2 separate regions of the Xenopus laevis genome follow, and region 2 is linked to region 1. The links are chromatin contacts, called in public Hi-C maps. All regions are on one chromosome and are shown on one strand. The core of a region is the stretch at or near the end of the contact, and the rest is flanking DNA. Distances in the headings are between cores, read along the strand shown.

Region 1 (5,091 bases), core at 440-2,939:
GAACAAGAGATTATTAGAAATCATCATTGACGCCAGAGCTCAGCTTATTCCAAGAATTTGCTCTGTAATTTGCAGGCTGCTCGTTATTAGAATAAAGTCACAACAACAGCTTCAAGATTGGAACCACCTTTCCATAGTGTACTTTCATCTGAAGTAGAAGTTGCTATCCAGTCCATATTAGTATTTATAGATATTAAAGGGGACCTGTCACCCTAAGAAATAATTTCAAATTCTTTTCAATCATGTTAGTTGAGCAAAATAAACTTTACTTACACTGTATTTATTATTTAAATTTTGTTTCCTTCTGTCTTGCAATTATACAATCACAGCAAGCAGGCAGCAGCCATTTTGTGGACACGGTTATTAAGGGAAATTGTGTATCACCCCAAAATCTTGTGTATGCACCAGAATGGGGGACCTAATGTCCATGTGCAGTGCCCTACACAATTACAGAGCCTGAGGAGGGAAGGGGGAATGTGGGGAGAGCAGTGACATGTAGGAAGTGCTGAATGGAAAGTGAAAGTAATTGACTGCCCCTCCTCTATGCCACGGGCATAGAGGCGGGGCAGGTAATATTTGATTGACAGTTTCGATATTTAAACACCTTTATAACAGGTATGGATGTTTTAATGAAAAATTTTTTGGGGGTTTCATATTTAATTTGCAAAGGACTTTCATTATGCAGCTTTTTATGTGTAGGTGACAGGTCCACTTTAATGAACGGGCATCTACCGATGGTGAGCCTGCACATACTTCTGGGGTCATTTCTTAACAAAATAGGTAAAATGAGAGCAGAACAGGCAGTAACCCTTCCAACTCCTTGTCTCTGTCCTTATATATTAGGCACCTATCTAGTGCTACCAATCCCTATTTCTGTAGGGAAATGAGAGCAGAGCAGACAGTAACCCTTCCAACACTTTCCTCATGTCTCTGTCCTTATATATTAGGCACCTATCTAATGCTACCAATCCCTATTTCTGTAGGGAAATGAGAGCAGAGCAGACAGTAACCCTTCCAACACTTTCCTCTTGTCTCTATCCTTATATATTAGGTACCTATCTAGTGCTACCAATCCCTAATTCTGTAGGGAAATGAGAGCAGAGCAGACAGTAACTTCCCTGATATGTTACCTACACTTTCTGGATATAAGGGCCCCTTGTCCCTGTTACAGGAGTCCTGGGGCAGAACAATATAGTAATTATGACAGAATTTAATGACTTGTACTCTATGAGGAGAGAAAGAGCAAATTATAATAACTTGCAGCGCCGGTGAAACCAGATGAAGAAGGAAATGAAAAAAGCCCAATGTTCAGTGAATGAGTGACGGGAGAGAGAATTCCTGGCATTCTGGGAGGGAGTGGGGGGGCAGAAGGCACCAGGTGGCGCTACTTTGATTGAACCGGGGGAGTGGCGAGTCCAGCTGGTTTGTGATAGAGGCCCTTTCTCTTATCTCGGTTCTCACACTTTAGGGACTGAGGTTGGCTTATGGTAAGAGAAAACATTCATCAGGTGCCCCCCACATTCATAGTGGCCCCTTAGGGAGAACATATAGTTCTTTGTTACAAGTGGTGCTTTGTAACTTCTCCCCTTGCTACACTATAAACAGGTCAGGATTTCCTTCTTCAGCGCCCCCAGGCTGCCATGTCCTAGCGCCACCCGCTTTCGTGCCCCCCACCGCGAGCACACACACTTGTGCCGGATCACTTGATAACTGCGGCTCCTTAGTGCTTCCTAGAATGCGGCTGGGCAGAATGCCGCACCTAAAATTTTGCTGCCCTGGACCACAAATCTGGGCCTGACTATAGAGAATGAGGAATAATAGAGGCTATTTAGAATTTATCCCACTACAAATCCCAGCACTGCCCGACAAGCCTATACAATTTGCAACCACTATTTGTACTGTTTTTCCACTTAAGGTTGCCAATGGCCATAGATGTTACAATTACGATCCAACATTTTTCGTGCCATGGTGGTGGGTCATTTAGTCCATCGGACAGGTTAAAAGATTTCTGTTGGCTAACGATAGGATCTCTGCATGCATTGCCTATCTGACTATATCAATGGGAGATTGTAACTACTATTTGTTGGACATAACTTTTGTTCGATTGCTATCTGTCAATTAATGGCCCAAGCAATCTGTGATTGGTTCTTCTTTGTACTACTTTATATTAATCTGAATGCTTAAGGTCCCCATACACTGAGAGATCCGCTCGTTTGGCAATGTCGCCAAACGAGCGGATCTCCCTCCGATATGCCCACCTTGAGGTGGGCAATATCGTGCTGATCCGATCGTGGGCCCTAGGGCCCAACGATCGGATCCTAACGATGCCTTAACGGGCGGTCGGATCGCGGGACCGCATCAGCGAATAGATGCGGCCGCGATCCGACGGGATTTTCTGGTGAAGCCCGTCGGGGGGCCCCATACACGGGCCAATAAGCTGCCGACACGGTCTGTCGGCAGCTTTTATCGGCCCGTGTATGGCCACCTTAAATTGTGGGTTGGGAGATTGCATCGATCGTTTGTAGGACATAAGGACATATCTACACTCTTCAGCCAGCAGACAACACTGTACTGTATGTATAGCTGTTCCACATACTGAAATCAATAGGCCAGTTTTCAAAAGGCTACTCCAGGGTAGGCTAGTGCCTCGGACGTGCCCATAGCCTGTAGGGTAGCAAGGGTTCCCAGAAAATGGCGTTTTAACTTGAAACAAGTTCTTTTCCATGTAAGAGCTCCCATTGGATGCCTAACATAACTGCACCAGCGGCCGTTTATACAGCGCAGTTGGGTAACACTAACACTTCCAAACAACAGAAGCCTTAGCTCATTAATCATGTTAAAGGCAACACTCCCCTATGTATGCTGGAGATATACCAGACCCATGCATTAAAATCCTGTGCTCCTGGCTTTCCTCCCTCTAATGCACATATCCCAGGCCCTGGCCAAAGCCATGGAGTCTCATTAAGTAAATACAGTCATTAATAATGTTCTTTGCAGCAAGATAAATGGCAGAGATTTCCTATACTTCTGTATTATAAAAGTTTAGTGGTTTTCTTTGCTCCACAGCAGCTTGACCTTCTTACATGATATGTTGAACAGGTGTGAATAGACCCCCTTGTATATTTTAACCAGTTTCTGTAATCACAAATAGGTTGTGTGTATTTGTGTGTATGAGGTGTATGAGGTGTGTATAACAAATCTAATGAATTCCTGCCCCTTCTTGTTAAACAGGGGATTGAGGGGAACCTCAAAATAGATGTGGAGGCTTGGTGGTGGATCAAGTGGATTGTACTGATCCATTCTCTAGTACCTTGGACAGCAGCCATTGCAATAAACCACTGAAACACCCCCTACAGACACTGACCCTGACAGTGAGCCCACTGTAACCTAAAGCTGAGCCTTTGTGTTGTCTCACCTGTGTGCCTAATAGGGGGTTGTCTGTTATCATGAACCTTTGCATCGTTCACTGCAGGGACCTTTGATATAAAGGATTTTGCTCTATTGAAGTGAGATGAAAGACCCTAAAACATATTATTATGTAATGGACATCCCCAACTGATCCTTATCCCCAATAACACCCAGACTATTAGGCCAGGGCCAGTCGATGTCAGATCTTGTTCTGCACCCGGGAAGCATTGTCAGGAGCAGGCAGAAGCAGCACATTTCGGTGCTGAAACATTACCATTTGCATTTTGCGCCGAAATCCACCTGCTGTTGAAAAGGCATGAGGAGCAGCAGGGCAGCAGATTCTCCAACTGCAGTGTTATACATTACCTGATCATGGGCCCTATGGCCCAACAACCGGATCAGAATGGACAGTACGGTATGAGCAGTATGAGGATATAGCTTATTTTGTGCCCAGAACATTCTTCCTCTGTATATTTGTATTTATACATATGGGAAGGAGGTGCCATATTGTTTCCCTTAGACAGTACAATATGAGGGTATAGCTTATTGTGTGCCCAGAACATTCCTCCTCTGTATATTTGTATTTATACATATGGGAAAGAGGTGTCATATTGTTTCCCTTAGACAGTACAGTATGAGGGTATAGCTTATTGTGTGCCCAGAACATTCCTTCTCTATATATTTGTATTTATACATATGAGAAGGAGGTGCCAAATTGTTTCCGTGAGACAGTACAGTATGAGGGTATAGCTTATTATGTGCACAGAACATTCCTTTTCTTTATATTTGTATTTATATATATGGGAAGGAGGTGCCATATTGTTTCCGTGAGACAGTACAGTATGAGGGTATAGCTTATTGTGTGCCCAGAACATTCCTTCTATGTATATTTGTATTTATACATATGGGAAGGAGGTGCCATATTGTTTCCCATAGACAGAACAGTACGCGGGTATAGCTTACTGTGTGCCCAGAACATTCCTTCTCTGTATATTTGTATTTATACATATGGGAAGGAGGTGCCATATTGTTTCCCTTAGACAGTACAGTATGAGGGTAGAGCTTATTCTGTGCCCAGAACATTCCTTCTCTGTATATTTGTATTTATACATATGGGAAGGAGGTGCCATATTGTTTCCCTTAGACAGTACAGTATGAGGGTAGAGCTTATTCTGTGCCCAGAACATTCCTTCTCTGTATATTTGTATTTATACATTTGGGAAGGAGGTGCCATATTGTTTCCGTGAGACAGTACAGTATGAGGGTATAGCTTATGCCTGTACAGATCTTCCCACACATTGCACACATGCTTTGTTTGCAGGGTAACTGAATCTTTTTTGGAGTAATTAAGCATAAAGATAAATTGGAAGATTACAATGATTCCCATGAAACAGAATGATGGCACAAGCTCAAGTTACAGTAGAACCTCAATTTTACATCCCCTGATTTTAAGTTTTCCCTCATTTTACATTGTTGTTTTGTGGTCCCACCTATATATTAAGCATAACACATTTCCCTGATTTTACATTTTCCAGGATTTTACATAATTTTTTTCTGGTAGCCTGAAAAACCTAAAATGGGGATTCTACTGTATTTTAAAAGTGATTTATATTGTGCTTGGCAGTATATTCCCTGCAAACTGAAACATTCACAGAAACAGAGATTCATGAATGGTTTCAGTTT
Region 2 (4,618 bases), core at 1,410-3,909, 65 kb before region 1:
GGCCATTGAGGTTATGTGGCACTATGGGTAGGGGCCCCTCCAGGAGCCCACGGCAGAGAAACAATAGATTCTGAATGGGGTGTTTCTAACAGAGCAGCTTTGGCGAGTGTAGTGCAACTAGAATGAAAGCAAAAAAATGTGATAAGCCGTTCCAGTGCTGCTGTAATAAATGTAATGATCTGATTGGTTATTTCTAGTGCAGCTGGAATTAAAGCAAACATTCCGTTGGTGTCGCTGGAATAAAAACAAGAAATTGATTGGCTGCTCTCGGCTTCTGGATTGAACCAGACTTTACCCAGACTTTACTCCTTTGGAATGTGGCACCAACATTGGGCGAGGGTCTGGGATCCCAAATAAGAGCTAACATACAGGGGCATGTAGTACCTTGGCAGTAAGGATAGGAGTGATATCCCACAATGCACTGCTCACAGCGTGGACCGTCGTACTCCGGCTTACACAAGCACCGCCCATTGGGGTCACAGCCTTGCGGTAAAGTGCCGACGGGACTGCAACCACATACTGAGAAAAGAGAGGGAAGCACCTGGTTATAAGGAGAGTTCAAACATCCTGAAGGGGGCGCTGTGTTCAGTTTTTAATCTTAAAGGAGACATATAGGATAAATGAAAAAACCCTAATTTTGTAGGCAATTATGAGTATTATATGGTGTTGCTTTTACATGGTGCTAAAAATTAATATTATCTTTAAAAATCACCCCTTTATTGGAGCTCCCTATAGATGTTTTCTGGTCCCTGTCTGTGTTTCAAATGAGGGGCGTATCCTAACAGTCCCTGCCAGAAGCAGAGTAGGAGGGGGACAGCCAATCACAGTCCTGCAGTCACACAAGCACAGAGAGGCTTCAGTTTCCTATCAGGTTCTGCTAGCTGCTGATTGGTTCCTGTCCTACAGTGCAGTGAGCTGAGAACCGCAGAAATCAGGGAATGGGAAGTGGAAGAGAAGGGAGGGATTATTAGGGTTTTTCTAGAAATATTCAATAAATCAGCCGGAAAGACTACTTTTTTAAGCAAAATTCTTCTATATCTAAATGAGTATAATGCACTGGTACGTTTTTATTTTTTACACAATATGTCTCCTTTAATTGCTTCTAAACATGTTACATGAGGGTGGATACGCCTTCTCTATGTACATATATACAATAGAACCCCCATTTTACATCCCCTGATTTTAAGTTTCCATTCATTTTACTGATTTGACATTTTCCTGGATTTTACCCCATTTTTTCTGGTCCCCTGAAAAATGTAAAATGGGGGTTCTACTGTATGTATATATGTATATATATATATATATATATATATATATATATATATATATATATATATATATATATATATATCATACATTATATAACAAGGAGTCAAGATAACCTAGGGGGACGTTATTTTCAGGACGCAGGACTGGGCAGGAAGGATGTAGGACTCACACTGGCACAGGGGATAGTTGTAAAATCCAGGGCCACACTGATCACAAAGAAATCCTTCAAATCCGCTCCGGCACACACACTGTCCACTCTCTTTGTCGCAACTTCCATCCAACACGCCTGGTCCTGAGCACTGACAGTCTGCGAGACAGCGAGGGAATATCAGCCGGGTTACAAACCTCCCACATAGTTTATTCAGATACAGAGCTCAAGGGCTGCTCTCTTTCCCATGGGCAGACAACCTCCACCCGACAACCAATCACCCCTTACCAATCTGATTCTCTGTATTTTACTAGAGGGAGAAATCCCTCTAGGGAGGTGAATCCAGTCTACAACATTACTTACCCAGACACCTACTACTTACTTAGCCACACATATCTCAGTCTCTGTATTATTTCCTCATTCTGGACTGCCCTCTTTCCCACTAACCTCCCCTCGTTAAGGGAATGTAAACTCTCCTGATTACTTGCCAGATAAAGAGTTCTGATCCTCTGTTAATTCCTGTGCCTGAGCTGTTCTCTTTCCCATGGTCAGACAGCAACAGTAAATACAATCACCCCCCTTTTAAATGTATCCAATGACCCCCAGTTTTTACCCTGGTACAGAGCCATTGGTTCCCTTTCTGGGCTGTTCTCTTTCCCTTGGTCATGCAGGGAGGCAGGGCTTAATATAGGAAAGGTAAAGTAAAGCAGTTTAACGCATTTCTTTTGCTTTCAGTGACCCCTAGAAATCAATGTAGTGATGAATCCACCAACCCTGGACCTCTAAATAACCAATACAAGGAGAGTAGCCCAGAGTCATGAAATACACCGAATGACAGCTGATGATTCACTTACCTGAAGGGAAAGTCAAAGTGATCGAGCATCACTGAATGTGGACTTTAAAGTCACTTCTAACAACAGGGCAAATGCTGAATAAATGAACATACCCAAGCAGGTGGGGCCAAAGTATCCGGGGGCGCAGACTTCACACGTATCCCCTTGAAAGTTAGGTTTGCAGACGCAGGCGCCAACAAAAGGGTCCTTGCGGCAAGCGTTCCCCTCCGTCCCAGCAACATGGCAGTCACAGTCTGAGAGAGAAACCTCGTTAGTTCCGGCTCACTGCACCCAAGTGTAACAGCCCCACAAAGTTTCCAGGGGGATCAACCTTTATACAAATTTCCACCAGAGGGCACTGTGGCTGTATTTGTAAAACTACAAGTAACACATTGAGATTCCTTTCTGCTTCATTCATTCCCTCTGCATAGTAATAAGCTTATAGTAAGTCAAGCTGAACAATGACATAAGTCTGGAGTTAGGGATTATCTACCACAAAACAATTTTTAACCTGATGTTGAAACCTCCTTTCCTCCCCACCAATGCATCACTCACCCCCTCTCTTGGTAGGGAATGCCATAAACTTTCCTTTGCTGATGGTGATCTCTCTTTATGTAATTTCCCTGCTTTTACTGGTTAATTTCGTTTCATTGGGATAATAAACTAATAACGGGGTGGGGGTTTGGTTTATACTTACTGATTATTTCTCCAACCGGCCGGAGTTGTTCCCCGGTGCCTCCGCCATTGGGTGGATCTGGAACAGCTGAGACAAGGAGAATGACAGAAAAGCAGAATGAAAACCACAATACCTGCGTGATCTATATCACCCCCTGCTGTCAGATTATAAGAACTAGGGATGGGCAAATTTGACCCGTTTCGTTAAAAATCGCCGCCGGCGAAATGTCGTAGACGCCCATTAAAGTCTATGGGCGTCAAAAAAAATGTTGTCGCGCGGCGAAATTTTTTTGACGCACGCCGCCATACAAGTCTATGGGCGTCGTTTTTTCAGCGAAACAAATCGAAAAAATTCGCCCATCCCTAATAAGAACTGCACACCTGGCAAATTACACATTGAGATATAAATACATACAGGTCCTGTATTGCTAATAAATGTCCCTTTCTTTTACCCAATATCTGATACAGGTATGGGATCTGTTATCCAGAAACCCATTATCTAGAAACCTCCCAATTATAAGAAAACCGTCTCCCATAGACTCCGATTTATCCAAACTATACAAATATTTAAAAACTATTTCTATATAATAATAAAATAGTCGTTTGTACTTGATCCAAACCAAGATATAATTAATCCTTATTGGAAGCAAAACCAGCCTATTAGGTTTATTTAATGTTTACATGATTTTATAGTAGATTTAAATTATGAAGATCCAAGTTATGGAAAGATCTGCCATCCAGAAAACCCCAGGTCCCAAGCATTCTGGTCCAATACCTGTACAGCTAATGATTTACCAGCTGACAATTGTATAACCCCCATCCAATTCCTACCAACCCACTACATTCATATTTAGTCTGATTCGAAGAATATAAAATAAAAAGCCTAAAAAGTAGATGTGGACCTTGAACTATTTGTGTACTGGAACCATACACACTTTTTGCAAAGTTAGTTTAATTTTTTTTTATGTCCTATGATGACTTTGCCTTTCTTCTCTCTCCAGCCTGGGAAATGCTCGAGGCAACCCCCTCAGCAGAGTGATTACGAGACTTGCTTTTTATTGTTATTATAATTTTATTACTCTCATTCATCTCCCAATCTGACATCCAAGTCAGGGCCCGGCTGTGAGGGTCAGCGAGCCCCAAGAAAACTTAAATCAGTTGCAGAGCAACAACAACAACATTTAATATATAAAGGGAACATTACAAAACTGTTAAGGCAAATATGCCCTTTAGCAAATTTAAGGGAGAAGTAATTTGATATTATGTTATAGAGGAATAAAGTCATGTTTCCTTTGGTATTCAGTTGTGGGTTAGGAAGGAGAATCCCCCCACTCTTTAACTGGTATGAAGATGGAGCCTTACGGTAGCAGAGCGGGAAGTCCATATATCCCTCGGCACATGACTCGCAGTTCTCGCCGGTGTAGTTGGGTTTGCAGTAGCACCTTCCTGTCAGATCCTCACAGGACCCGTCCATATATTCAGACTCGCAGCTACAGCCTGTAGGGGCAGCAGGAAGATAACATTTGGAAACCCCCAAAGCATTTAGATCAAGCGCCAGTAAAGATGGCGGCCTACATGTGCCAAGGTGCAACCCAGGCCCTCTCTCATTGGCTGGAAAAAAATTGCCAACAGGCTCATCTTCCTCCTAATCTGTTTGTCTGCCTGGGGTTCAGTGGAATCAGGGCAAATCAAA

Evidence for each region. A called contact is a pair of places that touch in the nucleus more often than the background predicts.
Region 2: a Hi-C map of the XL177 cell line shows a contact between it and region 1, with 3 times the contacts expected there. The contact joins two enhancer-like sites. A contact is called at or near these places in 3 of 4 Hi-C or Micro-C datasets (the XL177 cell line, the XTC cell line and animal cap).

What each region holds. Positions count from the first base shown.
Region 1 is chr9_10L:14,781,834-14,786,924 of Xenopus_laevis_v10.1, reverse strand. No RefSeq gene overlaps it. Among protein-coding and RNA genes, the nearest start is that of lama5.L, 21 kb to the left of the region's middle. Within about 2 kb of position 1,689, at least 1 of the 7 cell types and tissues checked has an H3K27ac peak or open chromatin away from gene starts, as enhancers often do.
Region 2 is chr9_10L:14,848,357-14,852,974 of Xenopus_laevis_v10.1, reverse strand. It overlaps lama5.L (laminin subunit alpha-5), which reads right to left. Exons shown (of 79, transcript XM_041576196.1): 10 at 4,288-4,422; 11 at 2,948-3,013; 12 at 2,364-2,504; 13 at 385-519. Among protein-coding and RNA genes, the nearest start is that of lama5.L, 45 kb to the right of the region's middle. Within about 2 kb of position 2,659, at least 1 of the 7 cell types and tissues checked has an H3K27ac peak or open chromatin away from gene starts, as enhancers often do.